Regions from separate parts of the Mus musculus genome. Here region 2 is linked to region 1. A link is a contact called in public Hi-C data. All regions are on one chromosome and are shown on one strand. The core of a region is the stretch at or near the end of the contact, and the rest is flanking DNA. Distances in the headings are between cores, read along the strand shown.

What was found. A called contact is a pair of places that touch in the nucleus more often than the background predicts.
Region 2: a contact with region 1 is called in a Hi-C map of the Ba/F3 cell line, with 6 times the contacts expected there. The contact joins two enhancer-like sites. A contact is called at or near these places in 20 of 484 Hi-C or Micro-C datasets (the Ba/F3 cell line, the HPC-7 cell line, cranial neural crest and 3 more), 1 of 115 datasets of contacts at active chromatin or transcription factors (embryonic stem cells) and 1 of 9 other capture datasets (embryonic stem cells).

Annotation. Positions count from the first base shown.
Region 1 is chr6:148,465,874-148,469,480 of GRCm38.p6, forward strand. No RefSeq gene overlaps it. Among named protein-coding and RNA genes, the nearest start is that of Tmtc1, 23 kb to the left of the region's middle. Within about 2 kb of position 1,843, at least 32 of the 459 cell types and tissues checked have an H3K27ac peak or open chromatin away from gene starts, as enhancers often do. A contact at or near this core is called in the Ba/F3 cell line, where this site is marked.
Region 2 is chr6:148,911,907-148,915,412 of GRCm38.p6, forward strand. No RefSeq gene overlaps it. Among named protein-coding and RNA genes, the nearest start is that of Caprin2, 17 kb to the left of the region's middle. Within about 2 kb of position 1,440, at least 21 of the 459 cell types and tissues checked have an H3K27ac peak or open chromatin away from gene starts, as enhancers often do. A contact at or near this core is called in the Ba/F3 cell line, where this site is marked.

The DNA.
Region 1 (3,607 bases), core at 593-3,092:
ACGTGTGCGTTTGGAGTATTTCTGGTGCTACAGTTTAGCTGTGAGCTGTCCCTCACAGGCTCATCGATGGACCGTTTGGTTCTCAGCTGGTGGCACTGTTGGGAGGTTCTGGAATCTTTTGAGGTATGGCGGAGTTGGAAGTAGGTCATGGGAGAAGTGACTTTGCAGGTTACATCTGGTCCCCAGTCCCTTCCTAGCTCTCTGCTCCCTGGTCATAAGACGAAGAACTCTCTCTGCCATACATATCCTATCCCTGTCCTGAGTTTTTGTGATGTGTAAAGAACCATTCAAGGATTGATACCTCTAAGACTGTGAGCCAAAAATAGATCTTTCCACTCTCATGTTTCTCTTGGATAATTTAGTATTTTCCCCTTCCTTCCTTCCTTCCTTCCTTCCTTCCTTCCTTCCTTCCTTCCTTCCTTCCTTCTTTCCTTCCTTCCTTCCTCCTTCCCTCCCTTCCTCCCTCCCTCCTTCTCTCTCTCTCTCTTCCTTTTTCTTTCTTCTCCTTCTTTTTCGTTTTGATCTGATGAATGGCATATTACCATGTTCCCCAGGCTGAGTCCAAACTCCTGAGCTCCAGGAATATTAGCATTTAGGTCTCCCAAAAAGCTAGGATTACAGTTATATCTTACTTTACCTAGCTTGTAAGTAAGTCTTTTGGTAAAACTGACAGATAAAATAGCCAGCTAAATTTAAATTTCAGATAAGTTTTGGTATAACTATATTTCATATAATATATGTTACTTATCATTTATCTGAAAATCAAGATTAACTGGATATCTTAGATTAATTTCTGTTGCTCTGATGATAAAAATGTCCTGACCTTTATCAAAGGGATTTGGTTAAGAAAGAATTGCTTACAATTCCAGGTTATAGTACATTCTTGCGGGGAAGTCAAGGCAGAAACTTCAGTCTTATCACATCCACAGCTAAGAGGAGACAGTAATGAATATGTTCATGCTCATTTTACTTGCTTGCTTTCTCTACTTCCATATATTTCAGGACTCCCTGCCTAGGGAAGGGTGCTACCCATGTTGACTCATTAGTGTCAAGTTGATAAATAAAGCGAATGATCAGATTTGGTGTCCCTTTTGTTGTTGTGTTGTGTTGTTGTTTTTTGAGACATGGTCAGTAGCCCCTGTTAGCTTGGAACTCACTATGTATACCAGAATGGCTTCTAACTTAGGAGATATATCTTTCTCTACCTCCTGAGCCCTGGAACTAAAGGAGTGTACCACCATACCAGATACATTTTTGCTAATTTGTCAACCCTATATCTTAGGCCTTCAATGATTAATTAATTCAGTGAAATAATAACCTGTAATCCATTAAATTTAATAAGTTTCTTTCCCAACTCAATTAAATTATCAATATTGCTTTCTGTGTAATAAATGCTATTCATATGTTGTACAGATGTTGTGAGTAGCTATGTCATGAGCCCCATGTGTACATGGAGAATTATCTAATAGGCATCACTTTAGTACAGACTGCAGTGCTTCTGGGTTGTCTACAGTCCAGCTTCAGAGGGTGGAGGGGGAGGAGGGGGAATTCCCTGAAAGAGCGTGACAGCAACTACATTTTTATTTTTCCTTGGAAAATTCCACAGGCATTTGGCTTTGGCACTATCCTCTGGGGACACACACACACACACACACACACACTTGTGCACAAATAACACACTCTCTGTTTATTTCTTTTGCAATCAAGCTCTGTGCTATTTTTATCTGGAAGATGAAACCTGAGGTACCCTCCAGGCATGAGGATTGATTTGCTGGGCCTCTGTCATTAGCATCTCCACTATGCTGAGTGGCCCCAGTCTCACAGGGGTTCCCACCCTGTGAGAGCTGATGGATGAGTCAACAGGACCTTCCAGGCCGGGGCTGCTGCAGTGTGAGCTAAAGGCCTGGAAACAATAAAAGTGCAATTTTCTGAGAGATTTACCTGCAGGAGAGCCAGGAACATAAAAGTTTTTTCTGTTTTTTACCTTAAGCCTCTTCTTTCCTCTTAGTCTCCGTGGGGGGGGGGGGGGGGGAGGAAGGACTGTATCCTGTCAGGTTAATTGAGGGTGACATGAAATGTAATCATAGCAGCCACCACTGCAATGGCTTCAAGGAACCATGGAGCAGGTGGAGGCTTCACATCGGGAAGGGCAGAGGCAGAGGCTGCAGGACTCAGAACTATCAGCTGTTTGCTGTTGAACACTGGGCAGGCATCCAGTTGACATCTGACAAGGGACAGATCTGCCTCCAGCAGGGCCTGAGAACCTACAGAACCTTCTCAGAGTTTCCCTGAGTTCAGGCCAGACACTATAATCCATTCTGGGCATAGCCCAGCATGACTCTCAAAGGGCTGTTCCTAAAACTGGGTATTTCAACACCACAGAGTAGGAAAGGGGTGTGTATCCTGTAACAAGTGTCCTCACAGAGCTTGAGGGAAAGCTTTCCATGCTGGTGCGGAGCAGCCATTAGTGAGCCCCAGTCTGCAGAGCTCATTCCATCTTCCATGTGCTGGACACTGTCTGACTTAGCTTGCCCAGAACCATCACTCCTGCCCGCCCTTGTCATTTCTCCTTGGTTAATCTAGTAATTGTGCAATAATTCACTTGCAAGTTCACCCTGCTATCCACAACTCTTCCAAATGTTGAATCAACATCAATCCAACTTTATTAATGGCCCAAGACAATACAGTTGGATAGCATTGCTGAGTAGACTTCTGACTCTCACAAGAAGAAATTGGACTTTTTCTGGGTTGGAAATTTTAATGTTATGCTAATTTACATGATGCTGTGCTGTGATGAGAAGCTGACTATGACTTCCTGCCTGCAGGTATGACTGTCACCACAGGGTAAGATTGCTGTCCCTCTCTCAGAAGAGTTACAAGGCTCAGTAAAGCTCGCAATCAGGACTAGGAAGAAAAGAGGTGGATATGGTGGCATTTGCCTGTAATCTCAGCAGAGGAAGGTAGAAATAGAAAGATTAGGAGTTCAAGATCAGCTTCAGCTACATAATGAGTTGGAAGCCAGTTTGAGCCACATGAATCCTCATTTCAAAATAACAAAAGGAAAGACAACAGAATATGGAAAAGAAGAAAGGATAGAAGGAGTTTATTGGGACCTTCATGGGTCAGTTAGATTCTCTAAAATCTGAAAAAAAAAAAAACAGATGTTTGACCTTGATTTTCTGAAATCATGGATCTATACTAGCTGACCCTTAAATAGCTTACTTTCTTTAGTCATTCCCAATGCCTCAGGAGGTAAATAGACACTGGCACTGGAAGGGAGGCCCGTATGCCATGGGAAACACTTAGGGTGCTGTATATATCAAAACCCCAGCAAGCCCAGTGGCTAAACCCTGCAGTGTCCAGTGGTGTCACCCTGGGTACAAAACTGAAAACAGCACACCTGGGTCAGGATGTGGGGAGAGCCCAAAGATGTAACCATTTCCCAATTCAAACTGGAATGTTCTCTAACATTCTACATGGAAGACAGACCCACACCTTTAGCCTTGGCTTTGGCATGGGCATCTAGGAGACAAAGTGTTAAACAGAATCTGCTTGCTTGACTAGTTTGACACAATGATGGGACTCCATCAGTGGAGTCTTTCTCAGC
Region 2 (3,506 bases), core at 190-2,689, 450 kb after region 1:
GAGTAAGAACAATTCAGGAGTGTATTGAATTAAGGTCGAGGGTTTTTTTCTAAATTATGTATGTATGTATGTATGTATGTATGTATTTAATGTATGTGAATACACTGTAGCTGTCTTCAGACATACCAGAAGGGGGCATCGGACCCCATTTCAGATGGTTGTAAGTCACCATGTGGAAGAGCAGTCAGTGCTCTTAACCACTGAGCTATCTCTCCAGCCAAAGGTTGAATTTTTTTAATGAGTGAGAGACAGAGGGAGAGACAGAGTGTTGGGAGCTATTAAGGCAACGCTATTGTCCTGATCTCTGAATTGGGCCTCTCCCCCCGAGAAGAAAAGGGGGTCAAAAGCGGGCCACCAGATGCACCGCTCCGAGAAAGTCAGCGCCAGATGTCCTGACCTCAAGATGTACCCTGATACCACCAAGTTCCTGCTTCCCCTTGTAGTCGCCAAAAGAAAAATTTCTGCTGCCCCATCCCTCCTGCTGAGGTGCATTTCCTCTGCCCCATTCCTCCTGCTGAAAGGCACTTCCCCTTTTTTCTTGTGCTTTTAAACCTTGGGCCTGGCTAATACATTGGGGGCTTTGATGCATTCCAGAACGGTTTCTGTGTCGTTATTCGCACAAGGCCCTCGTCTCTCTCTACCCCCCCATTTGGTTATTAGGAGGAGGTCCCCTCGAGACCCTCGAATAACTGGACCTGCTGGATGGGTCAACAGAGAAGAAGGGAAGGAGGAAGGGAGGGAGGGAGAGAAGGAAGGAGAGGGGAGGCAGAGAGAGGGAGAGGGAGAGATCCTATGTGTCTATGCATAGAACTTCAAGCCAGAGAGAAAGTGATTTAAAAAAAAAAAAAAAAAAAACAGAGAAGGAAGTCAAGGTCATTAGGGTCTTGAGAGCAGTAGAAGAAGAGGCTTGGTTTTCAATCAAAGTGTGATGGGAAATGAAGAGAGGACATTAAATAGAGTCATTAGATGATGTCATGTTTTAATCTGAGTCTTAGTTCTTGTACAAGACTCTTTGGCTTCAGTATGGAATAAAAGTCAAGGGTGAGGCAGAGAGACAAGCAAGGGAAATGTTAGTATTCTACACTAGCAATGGTCCTGTACTTCAGGTCAAATACACTGGTAATAACTCGTCTGAGCAGAGGGGTAGATTTTTGAAATATGGTTGATAACACTGGCTGAATAATGACATGAACCAAGAGGCCCTGAGTTTGGCTGGCATGAGTTTAGTTTGACGTATAGGAAAAGATGAGGAGGAGCATAGAGCTAAAAAACAAAAACAAAAACAAAAACAAAAAACAAAAACAAAAACGAGATCCTGTCTAAAAACAACAAATCTACCTCAGGAGAGAGAACTTTTGGCCTTATGAGCTACTACAAGCTGATCTGACTGTTCCAACCCTGACTTCCATGTCCATCTGCTTCTGACTGTTATCTGATGCTGCCCCCACACTGCTCAGTACTGCTCTGGAAGGCCTCTGGTAGTGACATGCCCAGTACTGTGATCTCTGATACTATCTCCTACCACTCTTACTTTTTACATTGGCTCCCTTCTCTGGGTCTCTCTCTCTCTCTCTCTCTCTCTCTCTCTCTCTCTCTCTCTCTGCCAGTGCATGTGTGTGAATAGAATATCCTCTAGGTCTGCCATTTAACATGGGGGATGTGGGTTTTCTGACCAAAATATGAGGTTCTTGAGATCAAACCCAGGAGCCTTTCATATGCCAGTCACACACTCCACCATTCCATTTTATTAATACCATTTCCCTCTCTACTCTCTTCTTTCTGTCTTCCTTTTCCTTTCTTTTTTATAATACAGTTTTATTAAGAAGAATGCTCATTTATTTGTTTTAGTAGTAAGTCAAATGCATTATAATAAATTTAACTTAGCAACTTCTCATTGTTACTGGGTATACTTACTTGTTTTACATGGCATCTTCAAGATCTTCCTATAAACACTTGTCTTCCTCCTTTTCCCCTCCTTTCCTTGTTCTCTCCATTTCCTTCATCTCTTCCTCTTTCTCCTCTTCCTCCTTCTCCTCCTCCTTCTTTTCACACTTTTATTTTGAAGCCAGGTTTCAACTCATAGTCCTCCTTCTTCAATCTCCCCAGTATCTGTTCAGTAAGCACAGCCCTAATATATGCATTTTGGCATAGCCACTTCCTTCTTTAACTATTTGCTACAGCAGAGCTTCCAGTGTTTTCCTCAGGTCACAGAAGCAATACTTGTAAGACACAACCATACAGTGTATTAGCGCCATCTTCTGGACTAGCCAGGGCACCAATTTCTGTACCATGAAAAAAATGTTGTAAGTAAACTCTCCCTTTTCCCATTTAAAATTCCATTCCCTGTGTCCAGTCCCCAGGACCCAGTCCCACATATATACCGCAATCCCTGTGGATACACATTAGCCAGGCCTACAACTATTTCAGAGTACAATCTTTCCTTCCCCTCCAAAGCAGGCACCATGCCTCTGAGTCTGATGAGTAAGACAGATGGACACAGAGCCAGGGCTATACAGAGAAACCCTCTAAAAAAAAACAAACCAAACCAAACAACAAACAAACAAAAACCAACAACAATAAAAACTGCCCACACATAGACACAAAATAAATGTTTAAAAATAATATATATTTTTTAAAAGGTGGCAAGGTACTGGCAAGCTTTGGCAGACCATGCCTGCAACCCTAGCATTTGACAGGCAGAACCAGGAGGATCAGGAACTCAAGATTATTCCTACCTACATATAGTGAGTTTTAGTCCTCCCTGGGCTACATTTAAAACAAAACAAAAGACAGGTATCACCGTGCCCTGGAAACCCTGATATAGACTAAAATATATCTGGTTCAGCTTTTTAAATACAATCCGCAATCACAATGTTGTGCTTCAAGTTATTTTTTTAAGATTTTTATTTTTGTGTTTAATTATGTGTCTATTATATGTCTGTCTGGGAAGGAGGGGAATGTATATGTTGAGTGAGGACTTCCGCAGAGACCAGAAGAGTATATCAGATTCCCATGTAAATACAGGCTTGCCTGAAAACCTGAGTTCAATCTCTGGGATACACACACATGCACACACACACACACACACACACACAATAAATAAATAAATAAATAAATAATAAAGCTGGGCAGTGGTGGCACATGCCTTTCATTCCAGCACTTGGGAGGCAGAGGCAGGAAGATTTCTGAGTTCGAGGCCAGCCTAGTCTACAGAGTGAGTTCCAGGACAGCCAGGGCTACACAGAGAAACTCTATCTTGAAAAAAACAACAAAACAAAACAAAATACAAATAAATAAGTAATAATTTAAATTTTAAATTAAATTTTAATTTAAAATTAATTACAATTTTAAAAATTTAAATAAGACAAACAATAAGTAAATAAATTTAAATTAAATATATGCTGGCAAGTATGAAGCTGCTGTCAATGGTTGCTGGCTTATTCACATTGCACTTTTCTGGGCATGTGTCTGGCAGACTTCTGGGAAAGAACATGCAGAGGACGACA